2 separate regions of the Podarcis muralis genome follow, and region 2 is linked to region 1. Evidence: chromatin contacts called from public Hi-C data. All regions are on one chromosome and are shown on one strand. The core of a region is the stretch at or near the end of the contact, and the rest is flanking DNA. Distances in the headings are between cores, read along the strand shown. Region 1 holds the start of MRPL13 (mitochondrial ribosomal protein L13). Region 2 holds the start of DSCC1 (DNA replication and sister chromatid cohesion 1).

Region 1 (5,321 bases), core at 235-2,734:
TAACTAAATCTGTGAGGCCCTCAATAAATGACTGCTGTGACTTTATAAATTACCGTAACTGGCATCTCAAGCACAGACCTGAAAACGTTTAAAATTTATAGATATTTTTCTGTTCTCAACAGTAGCAAGTCAGATGCTTCTGGGAGGTTCACAAGCAACACAGGTTGGACCTACCCATCCCCTGCGAGTCCCCAATGTCTGAAAACATGGCATATGCTAATATTTTCTGTTTCACTTACCTGGGAAATCTTCAACTTTTGTGTTTAGTGAGGTACTGCAGTTTGTTTCTAGTAAGTTATAAATACTTTCAGCAGTCAAACCTGCAAAATATGAATTTTAGTTTATGTGCAAGAAGCATCATAGGAACACAAGAATCCACATTCCATCCTTATTAAGCATTCCTTAAATTTACAGTACCATGCATGCCAAAATATCTCTAGTATATAGCTATGAACCAGGATGACAATAAGCAAATGAGGTTCACATGCATACACATAAATGAAATCTGCAATAAACATGACATTCACACGCATACACGTGAATGAAATTTGCAATAAACCAAGAAAGTCCACATGCATACACATGAATTAAACCAGCAATAAACACACAAGATTCACACATAAATGTGAATGATACTGCAATAAGAAAACAAGGTTCATATGCCAGCATGGGAGAGCAACAATAAGCAAACGAGGTTCACATGTGTACGCGTTTATTAAATTTGCAATAGACACACGAAGTTTACACACATACATGTGAATGAAACTTGCAATTAACCAATAAGGTTCACAAACATACACATGAATTAAACCAACAATAAGCAAATGAGATTCACACTGTACACCTGAATTGAACCAGCAATAAATAAGTTCACACTGTACATGTGAATTAAACCTGCAAAAAACCCACAAAGTTCACACACATGCACATGAATGATACTGCAATAAGCAAATGAGGTTCACATGCCGACATGGGAGGGCGACAATAAGCAAACGAGGTCCACATGTGTACACGTGAATGAAACCTGCAAGAAACACATGACATTCACACGTGTACACGTGAATGAAACCTGCAATAAACACACGACATTCACACACGTATCAAACCTGCAAGAAACACACGACATTCACATGCATACACGTGAATTAAACCTGTGATAAACACGACATTCACACGTGTACACGTGAATTAAACCTGGAATAAACACACGACATTCACATGCATACACGTGAATTAAACCTGTGATTACACACACGGCGTTCACACGCGCACACGTGAACGAAACCTGGCATAAGCCAGCGAGCTTCACACGGGAAGAAAGCGCGCACCTGGGCGGCCTTCGGCTCCGGCCTCCCCTCGCCGGCCTCGCCAGCTCACGAAGAGGAGGTGGCGGTCCATCAGGGCCCCGTCGCCGGGCGCCCGCTTCCCGCCTCCGCCTCTCCCTCGGCGGCGCTCCCGCCTCGCCGCCGCCGCCGCTTCCGCTTCCCGAGGAGGAGCTACAGGACTCGGCCGCCGCACGCCGCCCTCCTTCCGCTGGCGGCCGGCAAGAGAGGCTCCTTGGACGGCGAGGCCTCAGCCTCCGGGAGCCGCCATGGCCAGCTTCACCAAGGCCGCGCAGGTACCAAGAGGGGGCCCCGGCCTTCCCCTCGGAAAGGCACCACGCAGGGCTGCTGGAGTCCCGGGCCGGGCCGGGCTGGCTGCGCGCCTTAATCCGGAGTGAATCCGCATTCTTTAAGGGGGGGGGTTGCCCTTAATGTATTGCAAAAGGTCTGGGGGGACTCGGCGCGTTGCAAATGTGTCTTCCGTTTTAAATCGGGCAGCTGGGGGGGGGGGGTAAAGGGATCCGTAACCGTAGCGGAAATGTGTTGATGTTGTCGTTAAGAATAAAGTCACATGGTTATTATTATTGCTATTAACTGAATTGTTATACTGTACCACCCTTCCTCCTGAGATCACAACGTTAATAATAATAATAATAATAATAAATGCTTAGAGCAGAAAAGGTGATGCAAAATAGTGGAACGCAAGGTTTTTATTTGGTACCAGATATGTCAGATAATCCATGAACGTTACCAAATAAACTCATATATATTTAGTGGGAACGTGTGATTGCTCGGTTGTATAAATCGCAAGCCCAAGCTCTTTAGGTAAAACCATGTTCTGCCTCCAGCATTGAGGTCGGGGTGTCATATAACAGTGTCTCCCCATTTCCTTCTGGGTGTAAAAACGCAATGCTTATTGGTTTTCTTCTCTTCCCAGAAGAGTAGCCTTTCAGGGGCACCTCCTTGCGTAGACTCCCCAGAAAAGTGACCAGGAAAGGACAAGGGACTTGTTCCTTCTCTTGCCTGTTTCAACCAAGATGGTTATGTGCTGCCCTCCACTGTCAGAGGCAGTATGCTGGGGAGTCACAAGTTGGGTCCTGCTTGCGGACTTCCTGTAGGCTGGGCGCTGTTGACCCTCCAGATTTTTTTGCTGGACTACAACTACCATGACCATTGACTATGCTGGCTGGGCTGTTGAGTGTTGCGGAATTAGAGAAAATCTGAAGAGCCACAACTTTAAAGGGAAATTGCCTCTGAGTCTTGTTACGCACATTTCCATGTGACAGGTGGTGTGTGACACCCCCCCCCCCGCTTAACCCATTAATTGAGGGTTATGTTAGGAACTCTAATTATGGCATATACCAGATGCATTAATGTGCTACAGAACTTCATTTTTATTATACTGTAATGTTGTTCTTTACATCTGAATTTGTTCTGAATGTCAACTTCTGAATGACTTTTTAAAATATGGCTTCAGCCTGATGCATGCTTACTTTGAACTGATTCCCACTGACTATAAGCGGACTTACTCCCAAGTAGGTGTGTGCGGTCTATGCAGACTTAGGTGCACTTAAGCCTATTATTTTCAGTTATGTTGGTGCACCTATACTGCATAGGATTGAGGTAAAAATAAAAAAAAACCTGGAGAAATTATGGCATGGATGCCACTGTTGCTTTCCAACTACATGTTGGAATCTCTCATTGTTGACCATCTTCTGTGTCCCAGGGCAGCAAAAATGTCTCTTTAGGCACGTTGGTGTTGCATTTTCTTTTAATGCAACCAGTCCTAATTGACAAACCACAGTTCTTAATGTCATGTGGATCAAGGAATGTGCGCTGGGGATGGCTCACTGAGATGAACACATATATTTTTGTCTACTAGGAATAATAATATTTCTATATGCTAACCACGATCCATTATTCCTTTACAGCAATGGGCCACATTTGCTCGAGCCTGGTATCTTATAGATGCGAAGATGCAACCGCCAGGAAAAATTGCAGCCATCACTGCCATCAGACTTCAGGGGAAGCATAAGCCTGTGTACCATGCACTAAGTGAGTTCTGCTCGGGATTCAAATGTTTGCTATATCAGCACTGATTTGTTTTTATTGTTTAAAGCAGGGGTCAACAATCTTTTTGGGCCAATGAACACATTTTCAGGCTGGAGGAATTGTGGGCACCACAAACACTGTCACCTGTTCTGTTGGGTACAATAGAATTCTTTCAAGCCTAATTTCAGAGGGAGGGCAAAGAGTGGACTCTGAAGGCATCAGAGGGGGTCTAGTGATCCTATGGGCACCACATTGACAAACCCCAGTTTAAAGCTGGAGTGGAATGAATTGAGTTTTGCATGACCCTTTTGTTGTTGTTGAACTGGAGTCCTCTCAGTTAGCAGTCTGCATGTAAATTTTCAAAATAAGTACATTGCATGACATCTCTTTACTATTAAACGTAAAGGGACCCCTGGCCATTAGGTCCAGTCGTGGCCGACTCTGGGGTTGCGGCGCTCATCTCACTTTACTGGCCAAGGGAGCCGGCGTACAGCTTCCGGGTCATGTGGCCAGCATGACTAAGCCGCTTCTGGTGAACCAGAGCAGCGCACGGTAATGCTGTTTACTTTTCCGCCGGAACGGTACTTATTTATCTACTTGCACTTTGATGTGCTTTTGAACTGCTAGGTTGGCAGGAGCAGGGACCGAGCAACGGGAGCTCACCCCATCATGGGGATTCGAACCGCCGACCTTCTGATCGGCAAGCCCTAGGCTCTGTGGTTTAACCCACAGCGCCACCCGCGTCCCCTCCTTACTATTAAGGCATAATTAATCTGTGTTGAATGATCCCGGGTATGCCTTCTTTCTTAAATACTTTCCTGAATCTTATGAAGGCCCCTCTAATTCTGCATGCTTTGCAAGAATCCCAGCCACTTATCCGTGAAATACACCCATTTTGATGTAGGATAACCTGTTACTTATGAGCAGAATATATTTTGTATGTAGTAGATCTGAGAATAGATGCAGAGCAAATGCAGAATTACTCTCAGGTCTCATGTTCTCTTCTCCTTAAAAAAAAGTTGAAATGCTGCTGCTACTGAAACCTAAGCCAAATGCACACTTCATAGATTGAGTAGCTTGCTGACTGCACATTGCACACCCCTCTGTAGCCAATGAGGGCATGACTTATGAGCTTTGCCAGTACAGTGGTACCTCCGTTTACAAACTTAATTCGTTCCGGAGGTCCGTTCTTAAGCCGAAAGCGTTCTTAAACCAAGGCACGCTTTTCCTAATTAGGCCTCCTGTCGCCAGTGCCTTTTCACCGTTTGGTTTCCAGGGCAAAGTTTGCTAGCCGGAACACCTACTTCTGGTTTTGTGGAGTGAATGCATTGCCCGAATCGTTCGTTAACAGGACTGTTCTTAGATTGAGGTACCACTGTAATGGATGCCATGAAAACTAATGCTTTTGATGCGTGTTACCTCAACATTGGGACGCGGATGGCACTGTGGGTAAAATCTCAGTGCCTAGGACTTGCCGATCGTAAGGTCGGCGGTTCGAATCCCCGTGGCGGGGTGAGCTCCCGCCGTTCGGTCCCAGCTTCTGCCCACCTAGCAGTTCGAAAGCACCCCTAAGTGCAAGTAGATAAATAAGGGACCGCTTACTTAGCGGGAAGGTAAACGGCGTTTCCGTGCACTGCTCTGGTGCTGGCTCACCAGTGCAGCTTCGTCATGCTGGCCACGTGACCTGGAAGTGTCTTCGGACAGCGCCGGCTCCCAGCCTCTAGAGCGAGATGAGCAAACCCTAGAGTCGGTCATGACTGGCCCGTACGGGCAGGGGTACCTTTACCATTACCTTTTACCTCAACATTGCACAGGATCATAGATAGTTCCTTGGTATGGGTTCAGTTCGCACATAATGCTAAGCCAAATCGTGCTTAGCATGAGCACACAAGTTTTCAGGCTCCTGAAGAGGAGGTAATCACTACTGTGCTCCTCCTCATGTCCTGC
Region 2 (5,506 bases), core at 2,485-4,984, 280 kb after region 1:
CTCAGCAAAAGAAATAAGACTCTCTGCCATGTGTTTATTTGCTTTGCTTCCATTTATCTAATGAAATCATGTCAGTTCTCCAGTTTTGCTTTTACTTGAAGTCCATCAAATGTAATGTTGAGTTTTCATTTCGATCAGGTGCAACTAGAACTTGATTTTCCCCCAGTTTCAATTATGTTTAGCTTTTATTTTATTATGCCTATTAAAAAACAACAAACCTTGTGTGTGTGAGATTATCTCCTAGGAAAAGCAATTTGGGGGCGAGGGAGATAATCACAACTTTGCAACTACCCAATTTGGTTGTTACAGTGTCACTTCATTGGCCTGATTCACACTTAATGTCCAGCCATGGTTTCACCACACGTTGTCCCTCAGATGATCAAATAAACCACAGCTTTATCTCCATTTTTTTGTTTTCCCTCCAGCTGCTCTTGCCTTGTTCCTTTGTAGCTTAGTAAGGATCTGAGGAATGGCTAAACAACTCAGGAAAAGATGCTCAGATGGGACATAACTCCAAGCCACAATAGTTAAAACAAACCAAGGATTATAAACCAACAACAAATAATGGCTTCAGAGAAGTAATTTAACAAACCATGGCTTAGCATTATGTGCAAACTAGGCCATTTTATGACGTACGTTTAGGAAAACAGAACTAGAATTTTCACCCAGCCAGTCCCCGACAACAGGAGAGATTGGCAGTCTAGAACTAGGCCTGCATGAGACGAAAGTGTGACTTACTCTGTGCAAAATACAAATCTATGGCTTTGGTGGTCCCACTAGAAATCTAATGAGGGTTGCAGGATCTGTTGGGAGTGCTAATGCTGTGAGCCTTCCATCATACCCTCAGTCTGCAATTATGTGCAAATAAGCCTTATATTTAGTTACCTTCTAATGTGAGCTTAAGTTGGGGGGATAGCGGCAGCATTCTCACTTCAGTTGCTATCTACAAATACATACTTGTATATTGGATGGGTGGGGCTGGTTGTCTCTGCTGCATTTCGGATCTGCTCCGTAGATATTATGGTCCCCATACGTTAGTTGTTGTAGTTTATATTGCTATTGAAGAGGATAGCTTGTGGTTTATATTGCTATTTAAGAGGATATCTTATCTAACCGTTCTGTGCTGCTCTAGAAATTTAGAGTTTTAATTCTATACACATCAATACTTACTAATACCAAGGACCACCACACTGGTTGTGTCCACTCTGCTCTATTTCCAAAACATGTTGAACGTCACACACAATTCACAAACTCGTCACACCTAAACAAGGGACATCCTGTGGTTAAAAGAACAAACGCAACTAGCTTTTTAGGTCAAGCTACACTAGGCAATTGACAAACCCACAATATGTTTGTGGGCAATTTTCAGCACCTCCTTTCTCTAGAACTCAATCGGCCCCATTATAATTGCCTCAATTTATGACGGTTATCTGTGCTAGTCATCTTCCATTTTTGCCACAAACAGCCTTGACTGATATGATCAGAGGCTCGTGAGAAACCAAAAGAGGCAAAAATCCTGTTTTTTATAGCACCACCAAGCCTTGTAAAAGTCTGAAAATTATTATTAAAGTTGGTTCTTTCATTTTGGTGGCTGCTAACCGAATCCAAACCAAATATCTATGTGTACATTTTACAGCAGTCCACAAACATGCTACATGTTAAGTCATACTTACCCTTCAAAGTATTCTACACCATCTGCATCACAGGATGCCAAAAGTACATGCAAGAAGATGTGTACCAAATGTGATCCTGCAAACTCAAGCAATAGTAGCACTTGAAACATGCACAGACAGCACATGTATTTGCCATCACTTATCCTTCCCACACCCTTCTGCAATAGGTAAGTCAGTGCTCACAGTTACAGTTCTGCAAAAAGATGAATTAAGACAGTGACACAATCACATGCTGAAGACCACAAGCCAGTGTGTGATCCCATTCCCAAATAATGTGCTCCATTTGCAAGAATGAATCCAGCTGCTGTTTTTATGAGGTACATGCCACAAACTTTCTCTAGCAGTGAAAGCAAGCAGGAAATGAATAGTCAGTATCTGCTGAGCTTTCTGGAGTATATTTCTAGTTGTGTATCACGTTTGTCAATGCAACAGGTTTCACTTTGTATGTGCTGTGACAGTCTGCCCCCATGTGGCTTTATTTGGGCATAGAATGAGACTGAGGAGTGCCTTTCAATAGGGGTGGGGAATGTGTGGTCTTACAGATGTTCTCAGACCACTCTATTCCTTCCCATTAGCAATCCTGGCTGGGAGAAGTAAGAACTGAGGGTTCAAAAGCAACTGGAGGGCCAAAGATTACCTATCCCTGCACTATAACGGTCTCCCCTTGAGAAACAGAAGATCTTTAGTGAAGGACAAAGGGTTGCCAAGTTGGTCACAAACGGTTAGGCAGTTGCTATTTTCCTCAACAGTGTGGCTAGGAAGGGCACAGCAATCTGCAAGTGGGCAGCAACAAAGGAACAGCAAGACACTTCTACCCATCCCAAGGCTTCCCTTGTTGCTTGCACATCTGTGTGACCCCACAAGGCTAAGCTGTGAGCACTGGAGGCCATGGGTGCTTTGGAAGCCACTATATTTGTGGGGCTGAGGCCCCACAAAGTCAATGGGCATAGTTGAAGCCCTTTGTTGTGGGCACCCACAATCTTCGGCGCAAGAGCTGTGAGCACCTGTCAAGAGAGGAGCCAGGTGTTGTGCCAGAAACAAGGCTGTGAAGACCAAAGGTGCTCTAAAGTTCCAGCTGAAACACAAAACCATGGACCGTCCTTCCATTTAGGAGGATCCAGCGGCTAGCTTGAGTTTGATGAGGCTGGTCCAGAGCCTGGCAATACTGTTCCGCACTGCCCAGGAAGACAATCCAATCTGCACCTCTGTGGTTCACCACAGGGGGAAGCCGCAAGAAGAGCAAAACATGGTTCTTTATACAGCCTTTAATCTGCTTCCAAACTCAAAAGGAGAGGCAGTCTGGTGTGGACCCATTTAGAGGTAATATATACTGCAATGCAATGCGCTCTACATGGGTCTTCCCTGAAAAATGGTCTGGAAGCTGCAGCCAGACAGGATCATGCCATTCCAATCCTAAAGATACTGCATTGGCAGCTGCTAAGTCACCAAGCCCGGTTCATGGTCAGCCGGCAATCTGGTTTATATGTAAACTCCACTGAATTCACTGGATTAACATTTGCATAAATATGCATAGGTCTAGATGGAAAAACCTTAACTTTTGCTTTTTAAAAAAACCAAAAACCCTTCCATGCTCTTTTTTTTTGCTTGTGTGGTGCAAATAGTTAAAGATACTGTAAACTGCGAAGAGCATTGCGTTTTTAATACTGTAGAAATAGGAAAGTTAATTGCAAATAATCTAACACAGAATCATAGAATTGTACAGCTGGAGGATACCATAGGGCTTATGTAGTCCTGCAATGCAGGAATCTCAACTAAACACTAGTGAAATAATTCTGGATTAGGAGTAATTTTTTTAAACAGAGAACACAGAAGCTTTACCTTCTTAAAAATTTACAAGGGTTAAAAAAAAATAATCTTCCCTCCCTCCCACCTATTTCACCGAACATGCACAAGAACCACAAAATCAACCCTTAAGTAAAAGCCGCGCGCTCAGTACACCCGCAAGAGCGCCAGCGATTTTTCACCCTCGCGCCCAATCACAGCCTTGCCGCTTTAAGCCCCCGCCCATCTACCAATCAGGCACGTCGAGCGCCAGGCCCCGCCCACTCCGAGCGGTTTTTGGCGCGCTTTTGGAGCAGGCCTCTTTTCCCCCGAGCGCCGTTGCTAGGAGACGTCGGAGGAGGCCGTTATTTCCGTTACGGGCCACACACCCCCGCCCCAAAACTGAGGATGAGGAGCCGCGAGGAAGTAGACGCCACCTTGCACGTCGCCAAGTTGGACCCGGCGGAGCTGCTCCCCGCGGCGCAGTGCCTCAGCTTCAGCGCCCAGGCGGCGGACGCCGGGGAGTGCCGCCTCTTGCAGTTGGAGCCGGAGCTTTGCGCCGAGTTGGAAGCGGGGCGGAGGTACGCATGCGCACGCTGCGGGGGGGGGGAGAGGGGTAAAGCGGTACTTTCTAGCACTCGGCTCTGTGGTTGGGCTTGGCTCTAGTCTACAGCGGCCCCAGGCGGCTTGGAGGGTTAATAGCATTTCCTAGGGAGCTCCCACGTGGAGAGCTCACCACGGTTTTTATATACAAGTCCAGAGACACCCCTTCCTTACCAGGAGACCCCCCCCCCCATCAGGATGACTGGCTTTTTCAGATTTTGGAGCAATAAACATTTACCACTTGAAAAGACTCCTTTGAAAGTGTGCCCCGCCTTAAGTGACAGCCAGTTTTTTCTAAAAAATTTTTTTTAAGTGTTATTAAACTTATTTTATTATTATCATTATGCATTAATTTTACCCAGCCTTTCCCCCCGGTGGGATTCAAAGCTGGACTACAGATGAAAAAAGAGAACCTTACCCGCCTTTATGTCAAAGCAGGATGATCAACATTTAGAAATTGTGGGTTGGAATGCATTCCTGTTTTATCAGATTGCTCTTCAATAAGTCCTGATGGTTAGTGACTTCCGTTGGATGCATCCTGTATGCAGGATTGTAAGCATTTTTACTTCTGATTACACCTTAGTAGATCGCAGAGTGGTGCAGTCTTAGACTTGTATGACATATTTGTACAGTCTATGCACAACAAAGTGTACTGAAATAGCAAAGACTTGTGGCCTGCCTTATTGTCTGCACTTCTGGGTTGTTAAAAATAACAACACAGTGAAGCATGTGTTGAACTAGGGCCCAAATGTTGTGAATCAAATGGGGAGAATGAAGTTAGAGTTTGGCTGGTTTTTTGCTTGTTTGTTTTTAACATTGAGCAAGTCAAATTTGCTGTTTTTATACATAATATCCTGATATATAGTAACATTAGTAACAATTGAAACCTAGCATCCTTTCATTATTTTAAAATTTGCTTGCTATTCAGAAGTAAATGCTGCTTTAAAAACCCAAACAAACCATTGCTGCAGTGACTCTGTATTTAATTGTTTTGTTTTGTTTTGTTTTGTTTTGCAGCCTGGTGATCCGTGGAGACCGCGATGAACATGCTGTGTTATGCAGTAAAGATAAAACCTATGACATGAAAATAGCAGATACCTCTAATACATTGCTTTTCATACCTGGCTGTGAAACTCCAGAGCAGCTTGGTATAAACAAGACAGCTTCTAATATACTTTACACTCAGGTATTTTGTGTGTGAGTGAGAGAGAGAGACTTTTCTGAAGCCAACCGCAAATGGCTACCTATCTTTGAAAATGTAGGTTCTAACCCACTTCCATTTATATACTCTTTAAAAAAAAATCTATCACATTTATATCCCTCCTTCCTTCCTTCCATGGCATTCAAAGTGGTTTATAAGGGGTGGTCCTGTCTTACGCTTAGTGCAATTCTATGATTTGGGTTAGCAGGATAAGGAGGATTGATCCAAGATAACATAAAAAAGTTAA

What was found. A called contact is a pair of places that touch in the nucleus more often than the background predicts.
Region 2: a Hi-C map of blood shows a contact between it and region 1, with 3 times the contacts expected there. The contact joins the promoter of DSCC1 here to the promoter of MRPL13 in region 1. A contact is called at or near these places in 2 of 3 Hi-C or Micro-C datasets (blood and tail).

Annotation. Positions count from the first base shown.
Region 1 is chr8:15,459,998-15,465,318 of rPodMur119.hap1.1, forward strand. MRPL13 (mitochondrial ribosomal protein L13) reads left to right here and starts at 1,485. Exons shown (of 7, transcript XM_028736224.2): 1 at 1,485-1,618; 2 at 3,254-3,377. The coding sequence starts at 1,592. It overlaps MTBP (MDM2 binding protein), which reads right to left and starts at 1,457. Exons shown (of 22, transcript XM_028736223.2): 1 at 1,329-1,457; 2 at 240-320. The coding sequence starts at 1,398.
Region 2 is chr8:15,737,026-15,742,531 of rPodMur119.hap1.1, forward strand. DSCC1 (DNA replication and sister chromatid cohesion 1) reads left to right here and starts at 3,735. Exons shown (of 9, transcript XM_028736232.2): 1 at 3,735-4,036; 2 at 5,076-5,244. The coding sequence starts at 3,864.